Regions from separate parts of the Mus musculus genome. Here region 1 is linked to region 2. A link is a contact called in public HiChIP or PLAC-seq data. All regions are on one chromosome and are shown on one strand. Each heading gives the region's core, a stretch centred on a gene start, on an enhancer-like site or on the middle of the called end of the contact. The rest is flanking DNA. Distances are from core to core; before and after follow the strand shown.

Evidence for each region. HiChIP or PLAC-seq counts read pairs in DNA pulled down with a chosen protein or histone mark.
Region 1: a contact with region 2 is called in an H3K4me3 HiChIP or PLAC-seq map of the 230-238 cell line, with 14 read pairs. The contact joins the promoter of Sema4b here to the enhancer-like site in region 2. A contact is called at or near these places in 6 of 115 datasets of contacts at active chromatin or transcription factors (the 230-238 cell line, CD8 T cells, effector CD8 T cells and 2 more) and 3 of 9 other capture datasets (adipose tissue, liver and pancreatic islet).

What each region holds. Positions count from the first base shown.
Region 1 is chr7:80,193,670-80,200,838 of GRCm38.p6, reverse strand. Sema4b (sema domain, immunoglobulin domain (Ig), transmembrane domain (TM) and short cytoplasmic domain, (semaphorin) 4B) reads right to left here and starts at 2,251. Exons shown (of 14, transcript NM_001360135.2): 1 at 2,069-2,251. The coding sequence starts at 2,186.
Region 2 is chr7:80,087,861-80,095,415 of GRCm38.p6, reverse strand. Zfp710 (zinc finger protein 710) reads right to left here. Exons shown (of 5, transcript NM_175433.5): 5 at 2,665-5,081. The coding sequence ends at 4,912. Idh2 (isocitrate dehydrogenase 2 (NADP+), mitochondrial) reads left to right here. Exons shown (of 11, transcript NM_173011.2): 11 at 213-570. The coding sequence ends at 300. Among named protein-coding and RNA genes, the nearest start is that of Gm21057, 16 kb to the right of the region's middle. Within about 2 kb of position 3,650, at least 132 of the 459 cell types and tissues checked have an H3K27ac peak or open chromatin away from gene starts, as enhancers often do. A contact at or near this core is called in the 230-238 cell line, CD8 T cells and effector CD8 T cells, where this site is marked.

The DNA of each region.
Region 1 (7,169 bases), core at 1,002-3,501, 110 kb before region 2:
TCCTGGAACTATACAGCTAACCCAAGACAGATGCTCTCCCAGGAAGAAGGGCCTCTCTACGCCCCTATCAAGTCTTCACATCACTCCCTAAGGCAAAAGACCTACTGTGTTTGGTGTAGCCCCAAAAGCTAGTCCTGCCTTCCCCAGGCGTAAGCGGGATCCACAGGGGCACGTGTCTCTATCTCACAGCCCCTTCCTTACGGCTGGGACAGCAGCTCTCAACATGCGGGCCTCAGCCCATTAGCAAATTTACAACTATGAAGCAGTAACAAAAGTAATTTATGGTTGGGGGTCATCACAACCTGAGGGACTGCATTAAAGGGTTGCAGCCTCGGGAGGGCTGAGAGCTCTAGGGAAACACAGGATGACAGAAGCAGCAAGGGGTATGTATGGCTCAGAGCCTAACACACCTAACACAGGACAGGTTCCATACCTAGCTCATACCTCCACCCTGGGTCAACAAGGTGAGGGGGTCATGGGGAGGTGGCGCATCAGGGAAAGGGATTTTTGACACCAAACCTGAGGACCTGAGCTTAGGTCCTGAGATCCACACGGCTGAGGGAGGATTTCACCAGCTGCCCTCTGACCTCACTGACCTCCACATGTACGTCATGTTTTCGTGTGCCCTTACACCCACACACAAGCTAAGTAAGTGTTTTAAAGTGGCAGAGCATCAGTCCTGGGTTCCGATTTCAGTCATTTCTCACTTCAAGAACAGAACTCCCAAGGAGCAGCAGTGAACTCTAGAACCATCCCCACCCACAGCGAACCACCCAGTTCCATGCAGGAGTGGTCCGAGTTTAACATAACAAGAATGACAGCAAACACCCGCTGAGAGGTTTCTGTACCAAGCCCTATCCTAAGGACTTTGCAACTGGTAATGAGCTGCGCCTTGAGCAAGGCGCTAATATCCCATTTTACAGATGAAGAAATCAAGGCACAGAGAAGTTGTTTACTTAAGGTCATGTGGGAACTAAGTGGCTGAGACAGGATTTGAACTTGAGCTACCAACAATGTTTTGGATAAGGGACTGAGATCCTGTTAGGGGCCTTAACTGAAGAGCTGATTCTATCCTTTTGCAAATGGGATGCTTTTAGGGGTGGGGATGCAAATATGGAGTAGGAAGTCTGGTAGAGTTTTAGTCTGTAACCTCTAATTTATGCACTAACTCACAGTGACAGTTTGCAATTTAGAGGGGTTTGGCCAAACATTGTCTGTTGGCACCTATGTGCCTGATGCCCTCCGAATGCACCAAGTTTTATGAATTTCCCAAGATGACTTTGCAAGGTATCTAAGCCTGAGGCGACTTTGCAGGGGAGGAAGCTGGAGTGCGGGCAGTAGGAAGTACTTACTGGGCTAAGTCCCTAGAATTCCAAACGTTGAGGTTCCCTGGAAAAGGTTCAGGGGCGATCAGACTAAGGGAAGTAAAGAATGAGTGGAGGATTGGAAACACAGGCAGCCAGGGGCAGCTGTAAACCACCAAAAAAGGAATGTGGCCCACCAGGGTGATACCCTCAGGCCCCTCTAGACAGGGTACAGATGGGTCTTCGCAATGTCAGTTTCCAAGTCCCTGTGTTTGGAGTAGGGGGTGAATTCTCCAGGTCGATCAGTCAGAGATGGGCCGGCAGGGAGGAAAGACCTGGCACCCACCCGCCAAACTCCAGGCTCTGCTGTGGCTGACTGAGAATATCATAAGCCCAGAGTTTATAGCACGGCCAGCAGCAGTGCCCTCAGCCCCGTGCCGTTGGTGGCTCCAAGGCTGACTCTGGTCAGCATCAAAGACAAGTAAATGAGTAGGCAGGATGGCTGGCACCTGAGGCCCCTAGTGCCGAGTGTGCTCCCTCCGAGCAAGAGCAGCTGCAACCGAGCAAGAAAGCGGCCCTCTCCAAGTCCAGATAGAAAATGGAAGAAAAGGGCTCTCAGCTCCCTAGCTTTCCCTCCTCTTTCGCTTTGACCACAACTGCTTTCCTGGTCCTAGTGGACCTCAACCTCTCCTTTGTCGTGGCCACCCCACCAAGCATCTCGTTGCCCGCGCTCCCCTCCTTCTGCCGCGCCCCATAGCACTTACCCAGCGGCACACTGATCCGGGGGCCGAGCGCCCGCGTAGTCGTCGTCCGCAGCAGCAGCAGTAGCAGCAGCAGCAGCAGCGCGCGCCGCAGGACAGCGGAGCGGCTCGCCCGGCCCATCGCGGCGCGTGGAGCTCGGACCGCAGCAGGCAGCGGCGTCCTCCTCCGGCTCAGGTTGCTCAAGTGGAATCGCAGGCTGGAGCCCCGCCCCGCGGTTCGGCCCGGAGTCCTTCCCTCGGCCTCCGCCTCTGGACCTGGGGGTGGGCGGCAGGGAAGGTGGTCACGTGGGCCGCCGCACCGTAGGCTCCCTCTGCCCAGTGCTGCGGGTGAAAGCCCCGCGCTCTCGCCGCAGGGAGGAGGGCGCGGAGCAGGAAGTCGACGGGTAGGCGGGCCTCCTAGCTGGTCCTTGCCCAGCTCTTTCCCCTTCCTCCTTCCTGGGCGCTGAAGTACGAGGGGCGCTGGATCGAGTCACCCGACTTGGGGCACTGGGGGGGAGGGGGAGCGGAGCAGAGCCTGGGGACCTGAAGCCCGGAGACCGAGGAGCTCGCAAAGCCGCACGGACCCGCCCTCCTTCCGGCTCCCGGGAACCCTGCCCCACATGCCCCCTACCTACCCCCACCCCCGCTCTGGGAGCTGTGCAGACTCTGAGACGGAGACTGGTAGCTTTCCAGTCTTACTTCCGCGAGAGGTCTATGCATGGTCTAGAATCTAGATACTCTGCTCGGTTGTCCATGCTTAGAATTCTGTCCACGCGAAGCCCGGGGCCGGCGCAGAATCAGTTCAAGTGGGATAATTAGGATTTCACGGACTGCACTGCCAAAGAGGCTAGACCTTCCCCCCCACAACCAGCACGTGGCTGAGCATAGGAAAGGATTCCCTAAGGCTGGAATGAGACGCCAGAGGTATCCACCCGCAGGTACCCCAATCTGAAGTCAATTTGGTGGAGCCACAGCAAAGGAATAGAGGGAAATAAAGAGGGGGAGATCAACAAAGACATCAAGGTTTTGGAAACCCGTTTCAGCTTTTCCTAGGTGAATGGATAAAATTAAAAACTTAAAAATATGTGTTCATTGTTCTTGTGGCAATGAAACCACTTCCCCCAGACTTTTCTGCAGTTGTCGAAGCTACACTGCACTCGCTGCTGCCCATGTGTGCCCATGTGGGCAGTTCCAGAGCCACATCTTTCTACTCTCCTCCCCACCCCCACAGGCAGGTGGCAGTCAGAGCAGACAAGCTCTTGGATGGTCTCAGGTCTTCTTTCTTACATCCAGACTTCCCCATGCTCCACAACTCCTGTACTGTCACCACCCTGACATCCTTCTACAGTCTCGTGTCTTTTCTCATATGCCACATGTCCAATTGCACTGGTTAACCCATCATCTGAAATGTACTGTTTCTGCTCTAACTGCTGCTTCCTTTCCTCCTGTTAATCTCTTCTCAAACACAGTAGACAGAGTCTACTCCACAAGCTGTGACCTCTGACCTGTGTGTTTGTGTGTGTAACATAAAATATATATGCAGGCAAAACACCAATGCACATGAAATAAATAGCACTTTAAATACTGTTTCAAGGTCAGGCCTGTAGCCCAGGCCTTTAATCCCATCAACCTGGGAGTCAGAAGCAGGAAGATCTCTTGAGTTTTACAGAGCCAGTTCCAGGACAGCAAGGCTACACAGAGATATCCTGTCTAAAAAAAAAAATTTTTTTTTACATGTATCTGTCAGTGTGAGGGTTTGAGACTCCCTGGAACTGGAGTTCCTGACTCCAGTTATGAAGATGCTGGGAGGGCTGGTGAGATGGCTCAGTGGGTAAGAGCACCCGACTGCTCTTCTGAAGGTCCTGAGTTCAAATCCCAGCAACCACATGGTGGCTCACAACCATCCATAACGAGATCTGACTCCCTCTTCTGGAGTGTCTGAAGACAGCTACAGTGTACTTACATATAATAAATAAATAAATAAATAAATAAATAAATAAAAGAAGATGCTGGGAATTGAACCCGGGGCCTCCAGAAGAGCAGCCAGCGCTCTTATTGCTGAGCCATCACTCCAGCCTCAGATTCATTTATCTTATCTGTCTGGCTGTCTTTATTTATGATACCAGGTTTCTCCGTGTAGTCTTGACTGTCCTGGAACTCCTGTAGACCAGGCTAGCCTTGAACTCACAAAAATCCTCCTTCCTCTGACCCCCACCCCCACCCCCCAAGTACTGGGACTAAAAGCATGTACCACCACTGCCCGGCTGAAAATAAATTTCTAAAGTCAGCTGGAAATGGTGGTATTTAATTCTAGCACTTGGCAGGTGAAGGGCGGGTAGGATCAGGAATCCAAGGCAGCCTCAGGTACATAACAAGCTTGAGGCCAATCGAGGCTATGTGAAACTCTGTCTCAGACAACAACAAACCGAAAACAGAACTTAAATAAATACATACATAAATAAAATGAAAGTCTAGGTGCAGCTTTCCCCTGCTCAACCTCCCAAGCCTCTGGAATGGTGCCTGTACACATGGCAGGCGTCTTCAATAAGCGTTGGTTGAAGGAATGACTGGGTGACCGAGGATGACAAGGGTCAGACTACTACAGGCTCGTGTTGGCTAACAACCTAAAACAATCTTCTGATGCCAATTTCTGTCTAATGAAAAGTGCCCCAAACCTGAAATTATGCAATAACTTTTTCAACTGAACACAAGACTTCAAAATTATCTCTCTTAAATCTATTGGTTCTGGCCCAGATTTCATCCCACGGAGGTTGTTTTGAATATTGATTCTATTATCATACATTTGGCACCTCCTTTCCTGGTTTTTGAGTCATCGTAAATTTGGCTAAGTATTCCTTAGACCTTTAATCAAGTTACTGATAAAAATAATGGGTGTGCAGATTTAGCCTCCAGATCTTGGTTTCTGCACACCGCTCTTCTATAAAAGCAGAGCGCTCTCCTTAAGTACAAGGTAAAGAGCTCATTTTGTTGGGCCTGAAAGCAAAGCAAAGCCTAATGAGGCCATGCCTGAAGAGACAGTCTGATGGCCGCGTGGAGAGGAGCCAGGCGGATGGCCATTTGGTTATCAAACAGCATAAGTAATGGATTCTAATGCAGCAAATGAAAATACAACCCATTAGTCAATAGTGTGACTCAGAGAGAAAGGGAAAGAGAAGGGAAGGGAAGAGAAGGAAATGTCTTTATGTACAAACCTGCTGCTAAGTGTAGAAATAGAAGGACTAGAAAGAACACTTAGCGAAGACCACAGTTGGACATAAAGACTGGGGAAACAGTGTCTGACGGCCAGTCCCACAGATGATCACTAGCCCAAAGGCCAATGTATGCCTGCCAATGAGATCTGGTGGCTCCCATCCTAACGCAAGTGGTCAGCCATGATAGGAGTAGCATGATGGAATCTTTGCTTGCCTCCCATATGATGCCCTGAGAACTTCACATTATCAGTCCCTGCAGTGTTCCTACCAAAGGGTTTAACCCATGTCTAATAATAAGGACGAAAGCAGATACCGCCAATATGAAGAGCATTCTATGGGATAACTAGCCTGGGTCAGTCTGATCTCAGAAGTAAGTGTGTGTGTGTGTGTGTGTGTGTGTGTGTGTGTGTGTGTGTGTGTGTGTGAGAGAGAGAGAGAGAGACAGACAGACAGACAGAGACAGAGAGAGAGGAGGAGGGAAAGGAACAAGAGGAAGAAGAGGGGAAGGAAAAAGGAGGAGGAGGAGGAGGAGGAAGAGAAAAAGGCAACCATGGCAAAACACATTTGTAATCCAGAGGCCTGCAGATCCCTGCTAGCCAGCCTAACTTACTCGGCAAGTTCCAGACCAGTGAAAGACTGTCTCAAAAAAAGAAAAAAAAAAAAAAAGTGGATGGCTCGGAGGAGTTACATACAAAGTTGTTTTCTGGCCTCCATACACACATACAAATACACACACATGCCTGTGAATACATGCATAAGATCTACGTACACACACATATCCATGCATATCCATACACATGCACACACAAGCTTTGTCAAAAATCAATTTTTGCTAACTACAACATTTCCTTCATCCGCTCTGCACCCTAGTTTAGAGCAGTGCCTGATCTATGGCTTACCTGCTCAATTAGCATTTATTCAGAGCCTGAATCTGGGGATCAGTAGCTCCTAACGTGGCAGTGGCAGGAGATTGGTCTGCTCTTGTGTCTTGGCAACAAAGGGCTTGTCTGACGGCTGTGCTCATCCCTCAGGAGAGGAGGCAGGGGCTGATGCAGCCTCTCATGGTTCTTAATTATATCCTGCTCATGTGCTTTGAAAGTATATCTTATGCCAACTGGGCAGCAAGCCCCTTAGAGAGAAGAGCGCCGGGTCTTCTGTCTTCTGACCCCCTCCCCCATGCCTAGCAAGGCACCCAGTAAGAACCACACAGCACTATCTACGTAAAGGTCCCGACTTGGCCTGGGGACACACTCTCCAATTCCTGTGCATGGCAGCCTTGCTCCTGTCGGGCTCCACTGTCTTCTGTACGTGTGCTAATGTGGTTTCCTCATGTGCTCTCTCAGACTGGAAAGAACAGAAGGGTGACTGACAAAGAACTGCCTTTGAATTGACTTCCTTTAGGCAAAAGAGTGGTCCCAAGCCAACGATGTGTCTCCTGTTCCCCTCTGCCACGCTTGGATGTAGGCAAGTGTTTTTCTGCCAGATGTCAGTGTTTACAAAGAACTGGGGGGCGGAGGGGGGTAGCTTGGAAAGAGTACCAAAAAACAGAACAAGAAAAAAGTACTACTCTCTCCATGCCCAGCCTACAAGACAAAGTCATCCATAAATTGCTAAGTCAATTGCTAAGTCCGCCCTCTGTCCACCTGCACTCATAGGCCTTCTTCCTTCCTCCCATCCTGTCTGTCTGTCTGTCTATGCCTCCCCCCACAATCTACACACACACAAACACACACACACTTTTTTCACTAGTGCAGGATGAGAAATATAATGTTCATAAGAATATATTATAAAGAAGCCCAGATAAGTTTGGAAGTGGTGGCGCACACCTTTAATGCCAGCACTTGGGAGGCAGAGGCAGGTGGATTTCTGAGTTGGAGTCCAGTCTGGTCTACAGAGAGAGATCCAAGACAGCC
Region 2 (7,555 bases), core at 2,401-4,900:
TCCTCCTTAAACCTTTCCCCAGCTTCTTTTATGAGGCCTGTGCCCGGTAGCTTGTTACTTTAAACTTTCTGCCAAATTTATTGTGACCCTCTAGCAGTGGGCTACTAGCAAACTTGGACCTGGGCCTGGTGGCCTGAGGTCTAATGAGCCTGGGAATGGCTTGGTTGATGGCCTCCAGGAGGCCTGAGTCTCCCCTGATGTTCTCTCGGCAGTGTGAAGCTGAACGAGCACTTCCTGAACACCACAGACTTCCTGGACACCATTAAGAGCAACCTGGACAGAGCTCTGGGCAAGCAGTAGGGGTGGACACTACTCAGCTCCAGTGGGTACTCTGTACATGGCAGAGGGTGGGCCTCACAGCCCCTCTCTGGTGGCCTTTCTAGGGGACATTTTTTTACATATATATATGATGGAGATGTTTTTTAAAGTATATGAGCATTTTCCCTCACGGTGGACATGAGGCAGGAACGTGTGCTTTACCTCAGACAGTCAGTGTTCTGCATACTGTAATTTATATTGCTCTGGAATCACATGGTGCCATATTTAGCTACTAAAAAGCTCTTCGCAAAACTGTCTTGATGTGTTTGTCCCCGAGTGGGAGGGAGCAGCTGGTAGGATCCCCCAGGGACAGGGTTGGGGTGCCTCAGGCTGTTAATAGGTCAGCCAGGGGGTTGCTTCTCATGAGAGGGAACGAGGCAGCCTGTGGGCCTCCTGCATTCTTCACTGGCTGCCTGAGTTGCCAGACTTTGGGGGTGAGGCCCTGGCTTCCTCACAAAGTTGCGTGCAGTGTCTGCTGCTGAGCCAGTGGAGCTAGCTGGGGCCTAAGGGCAGAGACTCACATAGAATCTCCTAAGGTGATCCCGTTTCTCCATCTAGGGAATTGTCATTCTGTGATGTTGTAGATACTTGTTATAATAACACATGCACCTTTCACCTCTTATAGTGCTGACACTCCAACCTCGAGCTTTGTGTACACTAAGCAAGCATTCTACCTCTGCATCCCAACTTCATCCTGGTACCAACTTAGCTGAGACGAGGCCTCATCAGCACGCAGTTCTAGCTGGTTTGGAACTTTATGGGTCAGGCTGGTCTTCTAGTCACGAAGGTCTACCTCTCTGCTTCCCAAGGCAGGGATTAAGGGCCTATGCGACTGTGCTCAGGCTCATTTGCCCTGTTATAGGTTATACACTAGAAACAGATCCCCCAGTCTCTGCTTTGCAAGCCCGCTCAGGCTTGCCTAGGTCTCTGTGTGTCCGGGATCCCCTGTTCCCATCCTTCAGGTTTCTCCTTTGGCACAACTAGAAAAGTGATGTGGAAATGTTGTTCCAAAGCCCATATACACTCAATGGAAAGCACTGTCGCTGTGCAGTCAGTGACTTCTCTTTCTGCTTGTTTGGTCCTGCTGGAGATTAGGGTAACTTTGATAATGCAGTCAGTTCTCTGTATCTGGAGTTGGTTGTTGTCAGTGCTGGGAATTGAGTTTAGCAAGCATTTTATCAGTAAGATTTTTTTTTTGATTTATTTAGTAGCTGTCTTCAGACTCACCTGAAGGGGGTGTCAGATCTCATTACGGATGGTTGTGAGTCACCATGTGGTTGCTGGGATTTGAACTCAGAACCTTTGGAAGAGCAGTCGGTGCTCTTAACCTCTGAGCCATCTCTCCAGCCCCCATCAGTAAGATCTTAAGCTGAATTCTCATCCCCATTGCCTGCCTTTTTTTCTTTTTTTTTTAAAAGACATGGTTTTGTGTATCCGAGACTCGCCTCAAATTTCTATAGAATTAAGGATGACCTTGAACTTCTTAGCCTCCAGTCTCCACCTCCTGGATGCAGTTATCATGGGCAGTATCACAACACTGAGTATGTAGGGCTGGGTATCAAACCCAGGGTGGTCTCCTGAATAGTAGGCAAGTACTTTACCCAGCAAGCCTGATCCACAGCCCTAGCCTCCAGTTTAAAGACTATTTTAGTATTTTTATGGGGTATCTTGCCTGTTTGTATATCTGTGTGCCATGTACATACAGGGTCCACTGAAGTCAGAAGAGGGCATTGGAGACCCTAGAACTAGAGTTAGAGACAGTTGCTGAGCTGCCATGTGGGTGGTAGGAATTGAACCTGGGTCCTCTGGAAGAGCAGCAAGTGCTCTTAACCAACTATCTATCGCTTGCCTCTAGCCACAGGTTTTATGTTGCAGATCCAAGAGTGGGAATATTTGGAAACAAGTCAGGGATGGCAGTGCATGCCCGAAATCCCAGCACTGGGGAGGCCGGAAATCTGAAAAGGCCAGGTGTACACACATACGTGTAGTCTTGCTTCAGGAAGCTGAGACAGGAAGATGGTTGCGTTCTAGGCCAGACACAGGTAGACAGTGTGAGCCTGCTGTAAAAAGTCTCAAAACAACCGGGAAAAAGAAGCTGTGTGTGGGAGAACTCATCTGTTGTCCCAGGCCTTCACAGGTAGATCCGGGCTACAGAGACCTAAAACCTGCCCTTGGGACTCGGAGCATGTTCTCCTCCACCCACCCCCCAACTCTCTGGCAGGTCAGGTGGCTGAGATTGTCTTGTAGTTCCAGAGGGGGATGCTGTCTGGCATGTGACTAGGGAGCCTTGTTGGGACCTCCTTGGGGGGAAGGGCCTCCAAGAGCACCAAGAAGCACGTACAGTCACCTCGCTAAAGAATATTCATTTATTTATAATTATTGCTAAGTAAACTTCTCTTTTTAAACAGGAACATAAAAACACAGTAGGGCTCTGCACAAGAGGAATCTCTAAACAGTTGGTTTGTATACATGTCAAAATAAGTTAGAGTGGAATTCGGCCAGGGCTTCTGAGTCACCCTTTTCAGAAGCCTGGGAGGGGTGAGGCTGGAGCTGTGCCAGGACCACCTCCAGCTCCAACTGTGTACTGTGCTGTGCCTTCCTCTCCGCTTTGCCCGGCACAAGGCGAGGGCAGGGGCTTTTTCAGTATGGCATCCCCAAGGGGGTTGTGCCAATGGCAGGCTGGGGGACAGTGGGAGACCCCACCCAGGCCAGACTTCTCCCTTCTGTTCCAAGACCAAGGCCACTGCGTTGGCAGGAGAGGAGGAGGAGGAAGAGAAGAAGGAGGAGGTACAGGGTGCTTTTTGGTACCAGGGAGAAAGTCATTGTGGGAAGAGGTAGTTTGCAGGGGTGATGCCTTCTGCTCAGCAGGAGAAATAAATGTCTTGTACAGTGATAGCTAATCACTGCCACCTGAGGGTCATCATGATGGGCACCTGGGAGGCCGGGAGCCATGGGAAACCACACCTGGGCCACTGTGTCCCCCTCATCCCCAGTCCTGAACAGTCACCCTGAGGCCTGGCTTGGGGGCTGTCACACTGCGAATCAACACCCTCTGCCTCAGCTGGTCTCCCCCTCTTGGTTTTTCAGCCAAAGCTGGTGGCTTCATCTATGCCTTTTTGGGGTTAGTCCCGCCTGCTCCTCCCCTTGGGGGCCTTGGGATTTGTGGGCAGGGGTTTGGGTGCTTGCGAGCTTATGGATGGAGGACAGGGGGGAGGGGAGGGGACAGGTGAAGAGGGCCAGCTGACTGGAGAGGGCCGGGTAGGTTCTCTGCCTCCCCCACTTCCCTCCTGCCTTAGCCTTCTGAGGCTCCCAGCTAGTGATACACCTGGGCCAGGGCCCCTCAGGCATGGCTGCTTTCGGAAAGGGAGGCAGGAAGTACACACAGCACACAAGAAAGCTGAGGCTTGGACGAACCAAAAACCAAAAAAAAAAAAAAAAACCCAAAACAAACCAATAGAAACAGAAACCAAAAAAAACCCCTCTCCATCAAAGATGATAGACAGGAGAGTTGGAAAGGAAAACATAAATTTCTTTCACAATACCCTTCTTGCTGCAAACAGAATTTTCCCCTCCCTCTCTCTGGTCTTCAGTTAAACATGTTGCTCTTCCTCCGGAGCCGGCTGAGCCACAGCTCACCCACTCCCCACGACACCTGCTTGCTCATAAAAAACCAAAACCAAAACCATTCTAGTTCCCCTCTTCCCACGGGTGGTCTTCCTTGGCTTCCCCTGAGGACAGCCACTCTTGGTCCCAGAGATGTCACCCCGACCCTCCCTCCCCGCTGGCTCAAGGAGCCGCCATCTATCTTTGTTAATGCTTGCCAGATGCAGGGCATGTCCTGGGTTTGTTTGGTGAGGACCCTGTGGTTGGTACCTTAGCTTGGAACAGACCTGGATGAACTGTGTTGAAATGCACATTAGGGACATTCTTTCAAACGAGGCTGGGGCAGGGGAGCTCTGCAGGCCAGCTGGGAGGGTGCTCTGGAGGCTGGACTCCCCTCAGCTCTCCGACAGGCAGGGCCAGGGCTAGGGCCGCATGCATGCCTGCATGGAGCAAGGGGAGGCCCAGGAGGTAGAAGGCAGAGTGCCCTGCCTGGCTCTTGAGTGATAGGGGGAGGGAAGAGGTTCTTGGGTCTGACCAGGGTGGGGGTGGGCAGTGTCGGCCAGTGCAGGGGTTCAGATGTCCTTAAAGGCCAGAGTCGGTGCAGAAGAGAGACAAGGCCTGGCTCAAGCATTCTCTTCCTGGAGAGCGCCTCCGCGCCTGAGGTGGCTTGGGGAAGACCTCTAAGTCTGTGCCTGTAAGAGGCCTCACTGGCATTCCCCCTGCCCACGCACAGCAGCAGGCCAAGGAGAACCAGATGCGGACCTCCTGGTTACCTTTCCCTCACCGGGATGCCTAGGCCTGTGGCCAGCTCCCTGCAAGGACAGTAGTAGAGTCTCCATTTGGTCTAAAGATCCCTAGTGGTGCAAATGATTTGAGGGTTGGGGGGGAGGAGGGCCAGGCAGTGGGCAGTAGCTTGGTTCTGGGCTGCAGAGGGGCAGCCCTCAGTATGTGGGTCTCACCCTGCGCCCTCCCCGCCCACTCAGCGGCCTGCTATAGCACATTGTAGTAGGCCATCTCTTTCATGGCCTGCTCAGTGAGGGTGCTGGCCTCCGCGCTGCTGTCCACACTGCTGTAGGTGTAGGCGTTTTCCTCGAAGTCCTCCATCTCCTGATGGTTGTCAAGTTCAGAGGGGTCAGGGCCTGCCAGCTCCATCATGGGGTCTATAAGAGAGAGGCACAGTTAGGCCTAACCACTGGGCATCCCCAGCATCCTGCAAGAAGGGGGGAACGGGGGTGGACCTTAAAGTCCAGCCTCTGTTTCCTCCGTCTTCGTATCCAGGCAGTTACAAACCCTACTGCTAGGTGTACAAGGAAGGGCCTTGTCCCTGCTAGGTCACTAAGCCCTCCTGGGTCACCTGCAATGCCTATCACTGGTTCCCCCTTTGCTATGGGACTCATGTAGTACCCACTGCATGCCAAGTGCTCCCCAGACCTCACCTCATCCAATGTTTGCCTGCAACCTCATCGTGTACACCGAAAGGCTGATCAACCTCCCAGCCATCCCACAAGTGCTCCTGTGAACTTGCAAAGCTCTACTTCAGGAGCACCGGCAGGAGTAGTTTTTCTACATTACTGCACCAAACCAGCCCTACCCTGGTCCTGGGCTCTCCAAGGACAAACTCAGCCAAGCAAGGTAGGTTTGTCAAAGCATCTCTGGAGACAGGAGGAGGTCTGAGAGGTACCTTGTAATTCTGTCAAATTGGAATCTTACTATAAAGTTTGCTGTTGTGACATAGCAGAGTGCCCCCTGAAGAGACATGGACTGGTATGAACAAGTAGCCCGGGGGGTGGGGTGGGGGTGGGGGTTGGCTGGTAGGGACTGAGGCTGGCCAACGGAGTGGGTTTTGCCCCTGCCCACTGAAGAACTTTGGTAGTTGGGGGAAACAGACCTAGCCCAGGGCTCACCCTGATAGGTCCAAGGTGGGCGTCTCAACCTTGGCATCACTAACATCTGGGGCCACAATCCTTTGTGGTAGGCCACTGCAGGACATCACAGGGTCCTGCACTCTTCCCATCTGATGCCAGGAGTATCTTCCCAGTTATCTATATCTATGCATATATCTATCTATTCCCTGGGGGTCAAAATCACCCTCCTCTGCCAATGAGTGGCTTAGGAACCTAAATCTGACCACTGGGTCAGAAGAAAATGCTTGCTGGCACGTTATTGATTTTAAAGAAGGAGGACAGGTCCCTTTCCTGGATGTGCCAGGAAGCAATGTCCTGGTGGCTACTGTTATACCGTGAGTGCAAACGAAAATGCCAGTCATGTGGGGGTCTCACAGAGGTAGCCTAACTCTGATAATATTCACCTGACTTTAAAGATGGCCCAGGCTTTCAATCCCTCTCTCCGCATTTTATTTTATTTTATTTTATTTTATTTTATTTCATTTCATTTTATTTTATTTTTTTGGATACAGGGTTTCTGTTGTAGCCCTGGCTGTCCTGGAACTTACTAGACCAGGCTGGCCCGCTTGTGCCTCCCCAGTGCTGGGATTAAAGATGTGCTCCACCATGCATGGCTTTCTCTCTCTTTTGACTAGATTTTTATGTAGCTCAGGCTATCCTCAAACTCATTATATAGTTAAAGATGACCTTGAACTTTTGGTACTCTTGTCTACACCTCCAAAATGCACCACCACACCCAATTTATAGGGTGCTGGGGTCAAACCTTGTGCATGCTAAGCTAGCGCTACCCACTGAGTTATCTCCAATACTTCCAAACTGTTGAATCTGAACCAAGCCTAGGTGGTTCTCCGTCTGTTCTTACTGCCATCCCATCATATACCACCGCTGCTTATTTATTACAGGTCAAATTTGGTGTGCCCACTTTGTCTCCATTACGCCCATTGCTTCAGGCAAGTACCTCAGGCTGGCCTTGAACTCCGCATAGAATTGCAGACTGTGTTGAACTAGAAGAGGCATACGAGCATCCAGCTGCTCTAGCAGCAGTGCTAAGCATCCCTGGAAACGAGGAAAGAGATTGCTCCCTTACCCAGAGAACCAGGCTTGATGACTTCACTTGTTTGCAAAAGGACTAGGCTGGCTTGGTGTCTGCTGGCGACTAGCTGCAAGGCAAGTCCACTGTAGTGACGCTCCCCAACAGATGTTTAGCGAAGAGTCCAAAGGGCTTCAAAACCCAACCCCCAGCCCGGCACCTCCGGGATTCAGACCCAGCCATCAGTATTAACAACATTCTTCACTGAGCTGCAGAGATGGCTCAGTGTTTAATGCACAGGCATTCTCCCACAGACCCCGGAATGATTGCCAGCACCCACGTGGTGTCTGTGTCTGTAACCCCAGCCCCAGCGGATCTGACAGCCGCCCCCCCCCCCCCACTCCACTAGGCAAGCCTGTGGCAAACAGACATACATGAAAGCAAAAAACCCATACATATAAATGTTAAGGGAGAATTTTCAAGGGGCTCCCATGGGCAGCCAATTTGAGATGTCATCCTATATCAAAGCTATCCAAAGGGGAGCCTGTTGGATATGCAATCCCCTCATCCCACTCCTAGAAACTGCTGGAAGCCCAGCAGTTTATGTCAGTTCTGAGGAGATTCTAGGGAGATACATCAGGCAAGGAACAGAGAGCCTTTGGTAATGAGGATTCTCACTCAGCAGCAGGTCTGGGGCAAA